3 separate regions of the Rattus norvegicus genome follow, and regions 2 and 3 are each linked to region 1. Evidence: chromatin contacts called from public Hi-C data. All regions are on one chromosome and are shown on one strand. The core of a region is the stretch at or near the end of the contact, and the rest is flanking DNA. Distances in the headings are between cores, read along the strand shown. Region 1 holds the start of Irf2 (interferon regulatory factor 2). Region 2 overlaps LOC102551895 (a long non-coding RNA gene). Region 3 has its middle 55 kb from the start of Ptmal4.

The links. A called contact is a pair of places that touch in the nucleus more often than the background predicts.
Region 2: a contact with region 1 is called in a Hi-C map of liver, with 2.5 times the contacts expected there. The contact joins the enhancer-like site here to the promoter of Irf2 in region 1. A contact is called at or near these places in 5 of 12 Hi-C or Micro-C datasets (the A7r5 cell line, Schwann cells, kidney and 2 more) and 1 of 1 datasets of contacts at active chromatin or transcription factors (oligodendrocytes).
Region 3: a contact with region 1 is called in a Hi-C map of liver, with 4 times the contacts expected there. The contact joins the enhancer-like site here to the promoter of Irf2 in region 1. A contact is called at or near these places in 1 of 12 Hi-C or Micro-C datasets (liver) and 1 of 1 datasets of contacts at active chromatin or transcription factors (oligodendrocytes).

The regions. Positions count from the first base shown.
Region 1 is chr16:52,280,763-52,284,766 of GRCr8, forward strand. It overlaps Irf2 (interferon regulatory factor 2), which reads right to left and starts at 1,824. Exons shown (of 9, transcript NM_001047086.1): 1 at 1,716-1,824. LOC120097385 (a long non-coding RNA gene) reads left to right here and starts at 2,932. Exons shown (of 3, transcript XR_005494732.2): 1 at 2,932-4,004.
Region 2 is chr16:52,059,916-52,063,919 of GRCr8, forward strand. It overlaps LOC102551895 (a long non-coding RNA gene), which reads right to left. Exons shown (of 3, transcript XR_360468.5): 3 at 3,354-4,004. Among named protein-coding and RNA genes, the nearest start is that of Ptmal4, 34 kb to the left of the region's middle. Within about 2 kb of position 2,041, at least 3 of the 93 cell types and tissues checked have an H3K27ac peak or open chromatin away from gene starts, as enhancers often do. A contact at or near this core is called in liver, where this site is marked.
Region 3 is chr16:52,081,357-52,085,360 of GRCr8, forward strand. No RefSeq gene overlaps it. Among named protein-coding and RNA genes, the nearest start is that of Ptmal4, 55 kb to the left of the region's middle. Within about 2 kb of position 2,130, at least 11 of the 93 cell types and tissues checked have an H3K27ac peak or open chromatin away from gene starts, as enhancers often do. A contact at or near this core is called in liver, where this site is marked.

The DNA of each region.
Region 1 (4,004 bases), core at 574-3,073:
AGGAGGGAAGAAAAACATGTCCCCCAAGTTTCAAACACACTGGGGTTAAGGACCTGCAAACCAGCTCGCAAACGAGTGACAACCTCGTCTGCCAATCCCGGGGGTCTTATTTACATCCGACCACCAAGGATCTCGCCTCCACCGACTGATCCGGGCGTCTCACCTGGTGCCGGAGCACAGTACTGGATCGCGGCTGAGGCTGCCAGCCTCCTTCCCTTCCCTGCTCTTCAGGGACGAGAGTGGCAAACAGTCCGAGACTCGGGGCCCAGCGGACAGCGTCCCGGGAGTCGGGGCCCTGTGCTCTCGCGAAGGCTTCCCGGGCCGCTCAGGGGAGCCGGCCCCCAAGGCCGAGCGACAGGGACTGGCCGGACACCGCGATTGGCCGCGGCCCGCATCGCTCGCCCAGAGAGCCGGGCCGGTGGGGCGGAGAGGAAGTGGTGGCTGCCGCTCTGCACCAACCATGTTCGGCCGGCGGGCGAATGTCACCCGGCACCCGGAGCGGGTCGGAGGGCACAGGGCGGGCACTCGGATTCCCACCGCGTCCGGGAGCCCCCAAGCGCTCGCCAACCTCCCCCCACCAATGCCCGCCCGTGGGGCGCCGCTCGGTCCCCGGAGGCTCCCCGCCCCCACACTTCGCCCGTTCCATAGCCAAGGCGGGTCCGGGCCCAGCGCGCCAGGCCGGCCCCGGGGCGCCCGCGGGGACCCGGAGGCGCTCGCAGCTAGGCCGCGCCGGAGTGGGTGACCCCTCAGCGCGGAGCCCTCCTGGGACGCGCCTCCTGGGCACCTCACGCGCTGGGACAAGTGCAGTGACAAAGCCCAGAGGCCAGGCCAGGCGCTGGCCGGCCGGGAGGAGGACGCAACGTTCCTGGCGAGTGGCAGCGGCCCAGTCCCCAGGAAGCCGGGCGCACCGGCCAGGCCCGCGCCCAGCCGCGCGCGGAGCCCGCCGGGCCCGAGTGGCCGCTGGCACCCGACACCCGACGCCAGTCACCGGACCCCAAGCTCCGCGGACGAGCGCATCCTGGGACCGCCTAACGGCAGCCTTCAAGTTTACAGTGGTCACTGCCCGGGCACGGGCAACTAGGGACCGCGGGTGCCAGTGTATTTATACCAGAGACCGCCAGGAAAGAAGGGCCGCCGGGCACCGAGAAGAACCCGGTTCCCTTCCTCGAACCTGGTGGCGACAGTGTCTGTAAACACACACACACACACACACACACACACACACACACACACACACACACACACACACACACACACACACAATTTTATTTTAAATGAGGCCAGACTCCAGCGGACCTGTACCCACAACGCACGACACCTGGAGCGCAGAAGCACACAGAGCAGATCTGCGTCCATGGAGCCACCTCTTCTCATCTGCAAATCCAAAAGTGAAATTAAACCTCCACTAACCCCCTCCTCCTCCTCCTCCTCCCTCTCTACCTCCTCCTCCTCCTTGCAGCCTCAGCGGCCCCAGCACCAGCAGCACCAGCAGCAGACCCCTGCTTCCCCTAAAATCAGATGATCCATAACTGCGCCGACTCTTCCTCCAAAAATTGGTATTAATATTTATGAACCCCGGCATTTTCCGTCTGCAAAACATCGTGTCAAAGCATCAGGACGCACATACATGCATAGCTCCTCCTGTCCCCATCAACATGCTTTCGAGAGAAAACACACGCACAGCCACAAGTATTATTTGAAAAAAAAAATGTTACCTCTCAGTGTGCTTTTTTTTTTCACGCTACCAATACAATCCCGCAAGGTGTAAGTGTTGTTAGGGTGTGTAAAATGGAAATGAAAGCCCGTCAGTTGAATAATCGCAGGAGCAAAACTAAAAGTTACTCCCCGGCTTGCCTGAGAACAGTCCAGATCGAAAGCAAAACAAGGAGAGGAAACTGCGAGGAGCCGAGGCTGGAAATCCCCCCCACCCCCGCCCTCTCCCGGCCCCGCTCCCTCCCTCGCTCCCCCTCCGCCCTCCTCCCTCCCCGCCCTTCCTCCCCAGTGTTTGTTTCAAGCTTGTGCAACCCGGAGGTGGAGGCAGAGGGAGGGCTCCAGCCACCAGCCGGGAGGTGCGGAAGTTCGCCGCCGCTGTTCATTGGTGGCCTACGCGGCTTTCATCATTTCTCGGAAAAGTCAATTTCATTTTCACTTCCCCACGTCGCGGCTGCGGGGAGCAACAAGCGGCAGCACGTGAGTGTGGGGCTCGCGCGCCGAGGGGCGCGCGCTTTTCACCGCGGCCACGCTGGGAGTGTGGGCTCCAGAAGTGGCCGGCCAGGCGCTGGCTAGCGAGCTGGCCACCACAAGGTGGCCGTAGGGAAGGACGGAGATACCTGATTCTGCATCCTACCTGAAGGTGGAGACGGACCAGACAGAGCCTGGGAAGCCTGGGGAACCTTCCCGACCTGTGGGTTAAGTGTTCAGAACCGCTGTGCTCGGGCTGCATATACAAACTCATCTTGGAAAGTCTCCTGCTGCAAAGGAATGTAAGGAACGAAGTCAGCTGAAAAGAAGGCATTACTTGCACCCCTGCTTTATTGGATCTCCTACTGGGGGACAGGGGGGAGTGAGGGGGGCTGAAGGACTAACCTGGCACTCTGTGTGGAAGTCTAGGATGGCTAGGAAGGCCTTTCCCTAGTAAGTCACTCTCCAAAGTTACTTCATGCCCGTGCCATACACATTCCGTTTCTGCAAGATGAGATGGACTACGGTGTGAGTTACTTGAATTTAAAATGTCTTGATTGGAGCTGGTTCTGGAGCGAAGGCTTAATGCTTAACTCCTTACCGAGTTCAAATTTGACGACGTTATTAGTTGGACACCCTTGACTGCTGCCCTCAGTGCTGTGCGGTGGAGACAATACAGAATGCAAGAAGAGGGCCTATGACAGGTGCAGCGGCCAAAGCCTATTGGCTCTACTAGGCCAGCTCGCTTGGAACCTCCTCCTCTCTTGTCACTTAGATTTAAAAGTATTTCCTTATAGTTACACCTGCTTCTTGCCTGCTTTACAGTTTCCTCAGCCCTCCACCAGCCTTCTCTAGCCGCTAGAGAAAGCCCCATCCTAGGAGACTGTCACTATGTATGTGTAAACCTCTGAAAAATAAGTCTACCTCCTCTTTGTCACAGAATTACTGGATTCCACAGACATAGGGAAAAGGAAAGTATCCATGCACTTGTGGAAGGATATGGCTGAGATTAAGGACCCTGCCTTGTGGTCTCAAAATAGATCCCTCTTGCACACAGTGTCCTTTATTTCTCCCATAATAACACTGTGCAATCCTTCCTTTTATATTTCATATATCAATTACCACAGGAATACACAAACTGCAAGGTAGTTGTCCGTCTTTACTTCCAGGCACCTAAGTCAAATAACCATAGGTCATTTTTTTTTCTGGCTTCTTGTGTGTATTGGTGAGTGTGGTACTTGTGTGCATGTATGTAAGTCATGGACTCACAGAGACTAGAGTATCCTGTTCGGTTGTTGTCTACATTATTGATTTGAAACTAGAACTAGGCTGGCGGCCAGCTTCTCCAGCAATCTTCATGTCTCTGCTAGCCACAGCACTGGAATTAAGTGGGCACGTATCAGATCTGGCTTTTCAAGTGTATTGGGGATTTGAACTCAACTCCCCATACTTGCTTGGCAAGTGCCCTCCCTCCATAGAGCCATCTCCGTTGTTGTTGTTTTCTTTGCTGTTGCTATTCTGCTGGTTTTATTTTTGCTTGTTCGTGTCTTTTTGTTTGTTTTTTTAGACAGGGTCATCTTCTTGAGTCCTGGAGTTATGGGCATGTGCTAATCTATGTTTATTCAAATCTGTACCCACCCTTTGTCTTCTCTTCCCTAGACCAGGGAGAGGAAAGGCATGCATAGCTCCTCCTGCCCCCATCAACGTGCTGTCTTTCTGAACCTCTTATCTCCGGTCAGCATCCGTTATTTGCAGGCCCAAGGAACCAAAGAAACAATGAGGTCTGGTGAGGCCAGCCAATGTCTCCGTCCTGGTATCTATGA
Region 2 (4,004 bases), core at 791-3,290, 220 kb before region 1:
GAGGTGGCTGGTTTTCCTTCCTAGGCTGCAAAGTGGCTGCTGTGGCTGACAGGGAGGAATGCTGTCAGAAATTAGAGATGACATGAGCCTCAGGAACTGTCTGAACACGTGGCCTCCAGCAGGTGATGTTGTCTGGGGGAACTGAGGCACCTCTGGGGCACAGGGACTAAAGTAGAGAGAACATTTGGAGTCAGCCTTGAGGGTCATAGGCAAATCCTGCTTCTGATCTTACCCCTGCATCCTGGTTGGCCATGATGTGAGCAACATCACCACCCCATCCCACAACGGCTCTCTTCCCACTAACTGTCAGCCCGAACCAGTCATTGGCCTTTAACTTGAGCCCCTCTCCTCCCACCTCCCAACCCCCCACTCACCCCACCCTCCACCCACAAGAGGTGCAGCAATGGGTAACAAAGAAAAGTGACAGGAAGATGTCAGAGAACACAGAACCATCTAGAACAACTGAGTTAAAACAATGTTCATAAAAATCAGAACAACTTTCTGAAACGGACAGTCCCTGCCCCAAAATTATAATTCCCAAGGCAAATTAGTTATGTTTCAAATGAAAGCTTTTGGGACACTTTCTTTCAGAAGTGTTTTATTTTCCAAAGTAAATGCCGCAAAGCTTTTGAAGCTAGAGACAAGTGCAAAATTCGTGAGCTTCAGCCTTTTGCCGTATCAGTAACTGCCAGGAGATGTTGGAAGTGTATTTAGAACTTTGAATATGACGCATACGACTTGAGATGTTTACCGGAAGCTAATATGATTGCTGACATGAGAAAGCAAGGAGACATTACAGGACTCCTAGAGCTAGGGAGATACTGTCTGTACTTCCTCACACACAAAAGCAGGGCTCGGTTCTTACTAAACAAGGCCAGAACAGTTTATGATCATAAGAAACCATTAGCAATAATTTTAAGCAGACTGTAGTAGAAGTAACCACCAAGAAAGTGATTCACATAGTCACAAAGTAAAAGTAAGTGTGATAAAGATAATACTTAAAAGAAAAAGCACACATTGACGGAAATCACATCTCAAATCCATTAACCAAAAAAATTTTTTTATTGAAAACACATTTTTTTCATACATTCCGATTACGATCCTGAAAGTTCACAAGATCCAGAAGTAAATGAACATTTGGACAGTAATGAGAACACTCTGACTTGTCTGTGGTCTTGTAAGTAATGTGAGAAGATTAGCTGGTCATTGGGGTCGAGAATTCTCATGGCAGCAGTTCAGCTACAGGAGCAGAAGGGACCTTCAAAACCGTCTTCTCGGAGATAAGACATCAGACATCTGCACGTGGATCTCAAAGTATTTCTTTACACCCTTCTTCCCTTACGTTGGAATGGCATAGCACAGCTGGAACTCACAGCCAGCACAGAAATAAGAATTCTGAGTGTTCTGCCACATACATCGGCCCTAGGTGACCACAGGACAGTCCCCCTGCCCATCTTACAATGAAATAGGGTAGTTCAGTGGTGTTTACAAAGATACTTTTTCCATCCTGTCATCTGAAACCTTAGCAGAAAGGGACTTTCTGTGATGTAGACATGTTTGCTTTCATAGTTTTAATATTCTGTACCATGAATATTTATTATAGGAAACAACTTTGGCTCACAGTCCCTTGTCACTGTCATAGAACATGAATGGTCACTCAAAATCTGCACAAAATACACAATAAGTCAGTGTAATGTGGATAATACTTTTCCTTTAAGAGACAAAATAGATAATCTATTATATTCTGTGTTTGATATTGCCCTGAAAAATTCAAATGAGAACAGGAAATATGCAAATAGACATTTCAATCCAACTTTATCTTTAAAGAGTTTTTAAATCTTTTACTTGTGTTTGTCTGAGATGTCTCCCATAAATCTCCGTTCGAAGACGTGGTTCCTCAGTTGGTTGGAGACATGATCTCGTCACTCGGACCATTGAGATTTTAAATCACTCATGCTGTTGCCAGTGTGTTCTCTGCCTCCTGCTTGTGGTTTGAGATATGAACTCTCAGTTGTTCCTGAGGCCACTCCGTCATGGACTCTAACCCAGTGAACCATGTGCCTGATCAAACACTTTCTGTTACACAGGGTGCCTGGCTTCACTGTGTTTTACCACAGAATGGGAAAGCAGTTATTACCACGGCACGTGTATCCCGTGGGTGTGCAGGTGCCTGCAGAGGTCAGAAGTGGGCATTGGACCTCTTAGGGCTGGAGTTACAGACTGGTGTGAGAGGAAACTCAGGGCCTCTATTGAAGTAGTAAATGCTCTTAACTGCTGAACCATTTCTCCGGCCCCTGTAAGACTTGATTTTAGAAGTCGGTAGGGGCTAGAAGTCACCAGCAACTGATATCACTAATTCTTCTAAACCACTCTGATAATGCTGTCATATGCTTCACCCTGAGACACTACTACGCTGTGACCCACAACTGCCCCGCATGTCTTCTGCCCCATCATTTATTCACCTCTTCAGTGCTCCTTCTAACCTTTGCCTGTAACCCACTGACTTGATTAAGTCCTTCCATCTACTGTTCCTGCCATCTCTAGGCTGTCCTCCCTCTCACCTAATGGCCTTCTGTCTCTTTTACATTTTCTTCGAGACAGATTCTCATGTAGCCCAGGCTGGTCTCCAACTCATTATGTAAGGATTACCTTGAACTCCCAACCCTCTGACCCTCCCAGCCTTTGTCTCCCAAGTACCGGCCTTCACTGCCACATCCATCTTTTCTTCCCTTTCATATTTCATATTTCCTCCACAGGTCTCACTCTCCCGAGAGATTGTGCCAACTCTTCCCTTGCCTAAACATTCAATATCTGTCCTCCTTTACTTTGTCACTCCCTGGTAAGAAGAACCTCTGATTTAGTCCAAGTGGCACATTCATTTCCGCATACTCTGCAGTTGAATGTGGCAGGGGAAACTGGTTTCTTCCACTCTTATAGATTGAAAGAATGGCTACTGTGAAATGGCTATGCTCCGAAGACCACCTACAGACCCAGTGCCATTCTCATCAAAATTCCAATGTCATTTTTCACAAAAAAGGTATTGAAATTCATATGGAAAGAGGTGGAGAGATGGCTCAACAGTTGAGAGCACTGCCTACTCTTCCAGAGGACCCGGGTTCAATTCCCAGTAACCACATGGCAGCTCACAACTGTCTGTAATGCCAAGATCTGATCTTACAACATGCATGGGTAACCCTTTGGGCTTTTTATATGTCTACTCCAGTTCCCGAATGATTACACGGAGGCTCATTTATTTATGTATAAGTGCCTAGGCCTGTCGATGCCCACACCAACACAGCACCGAGAACTGGGCGTAAGCCTGCGAGATTTAAAAAACACACACGCGCGGGTTATCCGTGTTAAGAAAGAATGCTCCTTCTGTAGCTTTATTTTCCAAATATCTACCCCAGGTTGACTAGGTGGAAAAATCTGGGAAGCACCGTGGGAGACCCCGGTTCAAGACATTGGTGCCCCTAATTTACTGGGGAGAAATCCAGGAAGACCAGCCTAAATCTCAAAAACAAAAGACTGGGAAGACAAAGACAGGAACGAATTGACCTTTGCCCAGGTGTGTCACTCTGGGCCAGACTGCTCCTCGTTAGGAACAAAAGGCTTCCATGTGCATCAACAGGGCTCAGCAGGGGTCAAACCCTGCAAGGGACCCAGAAGGGCCTGACCAGGGGGGGGGGGGTAAAACACTACAGGGGACCCAGGAGGCTCTGACAAGTTCCCCTATTTTATTTTTTTATTAAGCAAGTCCCCCTATATTAATTTTAAGCAGCGCCTGTCTTAGGACACTTTGAGCTATCAAGCCTCTTTCCCATCTCTGGAAAATTCTGCCAGTCTCAGAATTTCCTGTCTTAGGCAAGGACTGGTCCCAAAGAGTTCCCCATCCTCAGCTAACTGCTTCTTGTGAAGGCTGAGCCCAATTTGGGCAGAAGGTTTGTCTCCTACCAAGGAGAACAACACCTGCTTAGTTGCTGCCCGGGACTGGGAGTGCTGTT
Region 3 (4,004 bases), core at 880-3,379, 200 kb before region 1:
GTGGGTACACCATCCTGTGGAGGGTTACTTCCGGGTCTCACTCTCCTTTCAACCCTGCAGATTCCAACACTTGGTGTCAGTATTGCCCCAAAGCCAAAGCATCTTGTCAGGATTAGGCTGGAAATTAAGAAAATCCGTGAACAGATCACCCAGAAAAGCTCTGAAGTGTGTTTTCAGATTCGAAGGCAGAACAGCGAACTGGAATTGTGTGTGAGAGAGACATCGCTAAGCTGGTGGCAGGTCCCACGGGGTCCCACGGGGATGGGGAGGGCCCTGGGTGCGGTCTGGGACAGGGGTTTGGCACTCTGGGCAAACAGGTTGCCTCACAGCCACCTGCCTCTCCAGGAACGTCTTTCTAGCCCATGCTAGGACCTGCTCTTCAGGAACTTACTGTGGCCCATCCTTATTGTAGTAAGTGCTTGGTGCCAACGGGTGTGAGGACCACAGCGTGTAAACATACACAATTGAGAAAAAAATGAAGGAAAAAGGAAAGTAGGCTAGTTGACAGGTTAGGGGTTCTAGAATCACCCAGGCACCCTATGTTCTCTCCCAGCGACTGAAATGTCTGTTATTTCTTCCCATTTCCTCTTCCTCCTCCCCCTCCTCCTCTCCCACCTCCCCCAACCCTTCCCATTTTCCCTCCCCCTTCTCCTTCTCCCCCTCCCTCTCCTCCTCCTCTCTGCCATCTCTTCCACTTCCAACTCCTCTACTCCTCTGTCCCCCCTCTAAACATACTAGGCACGCAGGCGTGTTTGCGTTTGTTGCTTTATTGCCTTTTTTCTAAGCCACAACTGCTTAGTGCCTGGGATGTCCGTCATTTCTCACCTGGGTTTACACCAAGCCCAGTCAGCTTGGCGAGGTCCCCCTCTCCCTGGTATAGAAAGGGTTCATGTCACCCAAGCACCTGTGCCTATGAAGGGAGAAAACAACTGCTCTCCCCCTCCCAGCAATGGACACCTTTGTCTTTTATAAACACAGAACCATAGCGCCCCTTTCTTCCCTCCCACCCCATTCTTCTGCGCGCTCCCTCTCCATTTCCTGTTCCGTTCCCACAATGTTGAATCCATCCTGCCTATAGGAATCCCCACTCCCACCCCCCACTAAATGCACCGGCTGCTTAATTTTCTAACATTCTTCCTTGGCTTTCAAGGGTTCACTTTTTTTTTTTTTTTTTTTTTTTTGGTATAATCTTTCATGGGGTTTAATATACATGGCTGGTTTCTTGATATGGGCAAGACAAAGGTATAGACTAACCTTACCTTGCTTCCAAAGTGGTACTGGGTTTTGCCTTGCACTGTGGGAAGGGATAGGTGGCTGGGAAGAATTTGACTACCCACCCCAGAGATTCGGGTGCAGTCGTGAACTCTGCCCTCTAGTGGGGAAAGAAGTGAAAAGCCACTGTCTTGGACCTCACCAAGTCTCTGTTCAAGCGGTGGCAAGACCAGATACTTCTACACTAACGGGAACCTCCTGAAGGAGGATACACGCTGTGGATCCTTGAGTCAATTCCATTTTGGACCTGGGCTTATCATTCCCAAAGGATCCACAGGAAGACGACGTTAGGATGGGATTTTCTCCTAAAGTGCTACTGACCCTCTGCCTCGTGGGGAGATGCTTCATGACCCGCTTCTGTGATAGAATATCTGAGATAAATCAACTTAAAAAACAGGTTTATGTGACTAACACTTTCAGAGGTTTTAGTGTACATTTGTGTCAGGTCCCAACTCCCCCAAATGACAATCTGGATTCAGCTTAGGATAACTTGGACCAGGTCAACACTTAGCATTCCTTAGAAATCTTGTAAAACGGGTTTCTGTTTGCCATGAGAGCCATTACTTCCTTGTATGCCCCTCCAGTCTCCAGAGAGTGCATTGAGTTCTCTACTAACTTAAACAGGTCCCCAGAGGATCAGAGACTCATGCTGGCTCCTGAGGTGCTCCAGCTAACCCACCCTCCGTGCGCTGCAACCCGTCTCCTTATATTTGGCAGGACTCTCCCAATACCCATGCTGTTTTCTCTGAAATCCAAGAGATAGTGGTTGAATAAACTGTTTCCCTTACCCACAGAGCTGTCTAATTTTGGTGGTTTCACTTCCCCTTCCCTTACAAGTTGATGACACACATTGGTTCTATGATGACGGGGGATATGGAGTCGGAAGCAAATGGCAGAAGCTGGAGTGGGATTCACCTCATAAGAGCTGAGGAGCAAAGAGACAGAAGAAAACGTTGTCCCCCTTAAGGACATAACAGCCTGACTTGTTTTCACTAGGCCCCATCCCTTAATGATTCTATTATCTCCCAAAAGTATCAGAGGCTGACGACCAAGACTTTAGCTCACAGCTATTTGCGAATATTGAATTTCCAAGCCATGAAAACAAGTAGAATTGAGAAGTTGATATTGCTTATACTGCAGGGTTAGCTGAGAGAAAAATCATGACGAACATTACATCCACAAGCATGAGAGCCATTGCCAAAATTTAAAACCCAAACGAGGGGCCAAATGGGCAAGGCTTAAATAGCTTCTTCGTACTGAGAGGCAAGAAGGAGGAAGCTGGGGGCAAATTTAGAGGTTCTCTGAGTTTTAAGGAGAGAGCAAGCCTGGAGAACCACAAATGGCAAGAGTTCCTCAGAAAGAGTAGCCATGATTCGGAAGTTTGCTTCTGCCTCGTGAAAAGTTGATTGCTCTTTGGCTGGTGAAACTTGAGTAAGTTTCAAGGTGACTTTGCTCCTCTTGGGTGACTCTGATTTGTAGACAGATAATGGAACTTCACAGACACCTCTCATTGCTCCACCCCCAAAGTTGCCTGCATGAGGATCTATTTTTTTTTCTGGGTCCCAACACTTCTGTCCTTGAACCAGGGTCCTTTCCTGCAGTTCTTCTGAATCTCAGATATTTTGATATCTCATGGGATCATTATTTACATCAACGATACTCCAGACAGTGATATTGGACCTTTCAAAAGGTGTTCCACTCAAATACCTGGACTTTGGACCCTGACACCTGCTGGGGAGTTGAATGTGTAAACAATGTAACCGTTGTTCAGTAATCTGCCCATGTCCCTTTGCAGCTGCTGTGAACATTTTCTCTGCATTATTTAGTATGTTTTTATTAATCGTGAGATCCCCTTAATACATTTAACTAATTTCTTGATATTGAACAATTGTGGTCATTTTTTAAATTTTCATGGCACCAATTAACACATTGATAAACACTCGTATAGCACAATCTTTTTAAAAATATCCTTCCAAATTGTGTACATTATAAATTATGCCATCATCATTTTCATTGCTAATATACAGTAGGTAATACCAGCATCTCCGATAGCCATTGTCTTAGCTAAGATCTTTATTGTTGTGATGTAACACCATAACCAAAAGTAACAGGCCAAAAGGGGTTTATTTTGGCTTACAGAGCCAGATCATAGTTCATTCCTGATAGAAGTCAGGCCAGGAACCCAACAAACAGCAGGAATCTAGAGGCAAGGGCTGATGCAGAGGTCATGGGGGGTGTTGCTTACTGGCTTGCTCTCTATGGCTTGCTCAGCCTGCTTTCTTGTAGAACACACGATCTCTGCCTGGGGCTGGCACTGCTCACAGTGATCTGGACCATTCCACATCAATAACCTATCAGGAAGAGGAACCACAGGCCAATCTAGTGGGGGCATATTCTCAGTTAAACTTCCCCCTTCCAAAATAATTCTAATTTCCATCAAATTGACAGAAAACTCCGCAGCACAGCCACCCTCAGCCTAGTCTGATGCTGTCATAGATGTAAAGGTAGATTTGTGTTTCTTCTTTTAAAAGATGCACCCTGGGGTAGTTGAATAAAATATATACACTGATGGTTCTATTTGTAAGGCCAGGAGAGGTGCACATATACTAATTAGAGAAACTTCTATGAGTCAGGATATTTGGGGGGAACTTGCTGAGCTTGGATAGAGTGCTGCATGGTTTTCTGTAACTGCCGCCTGGGTCCCCATAAGGACAAACCAGTCTGTTGGGCTA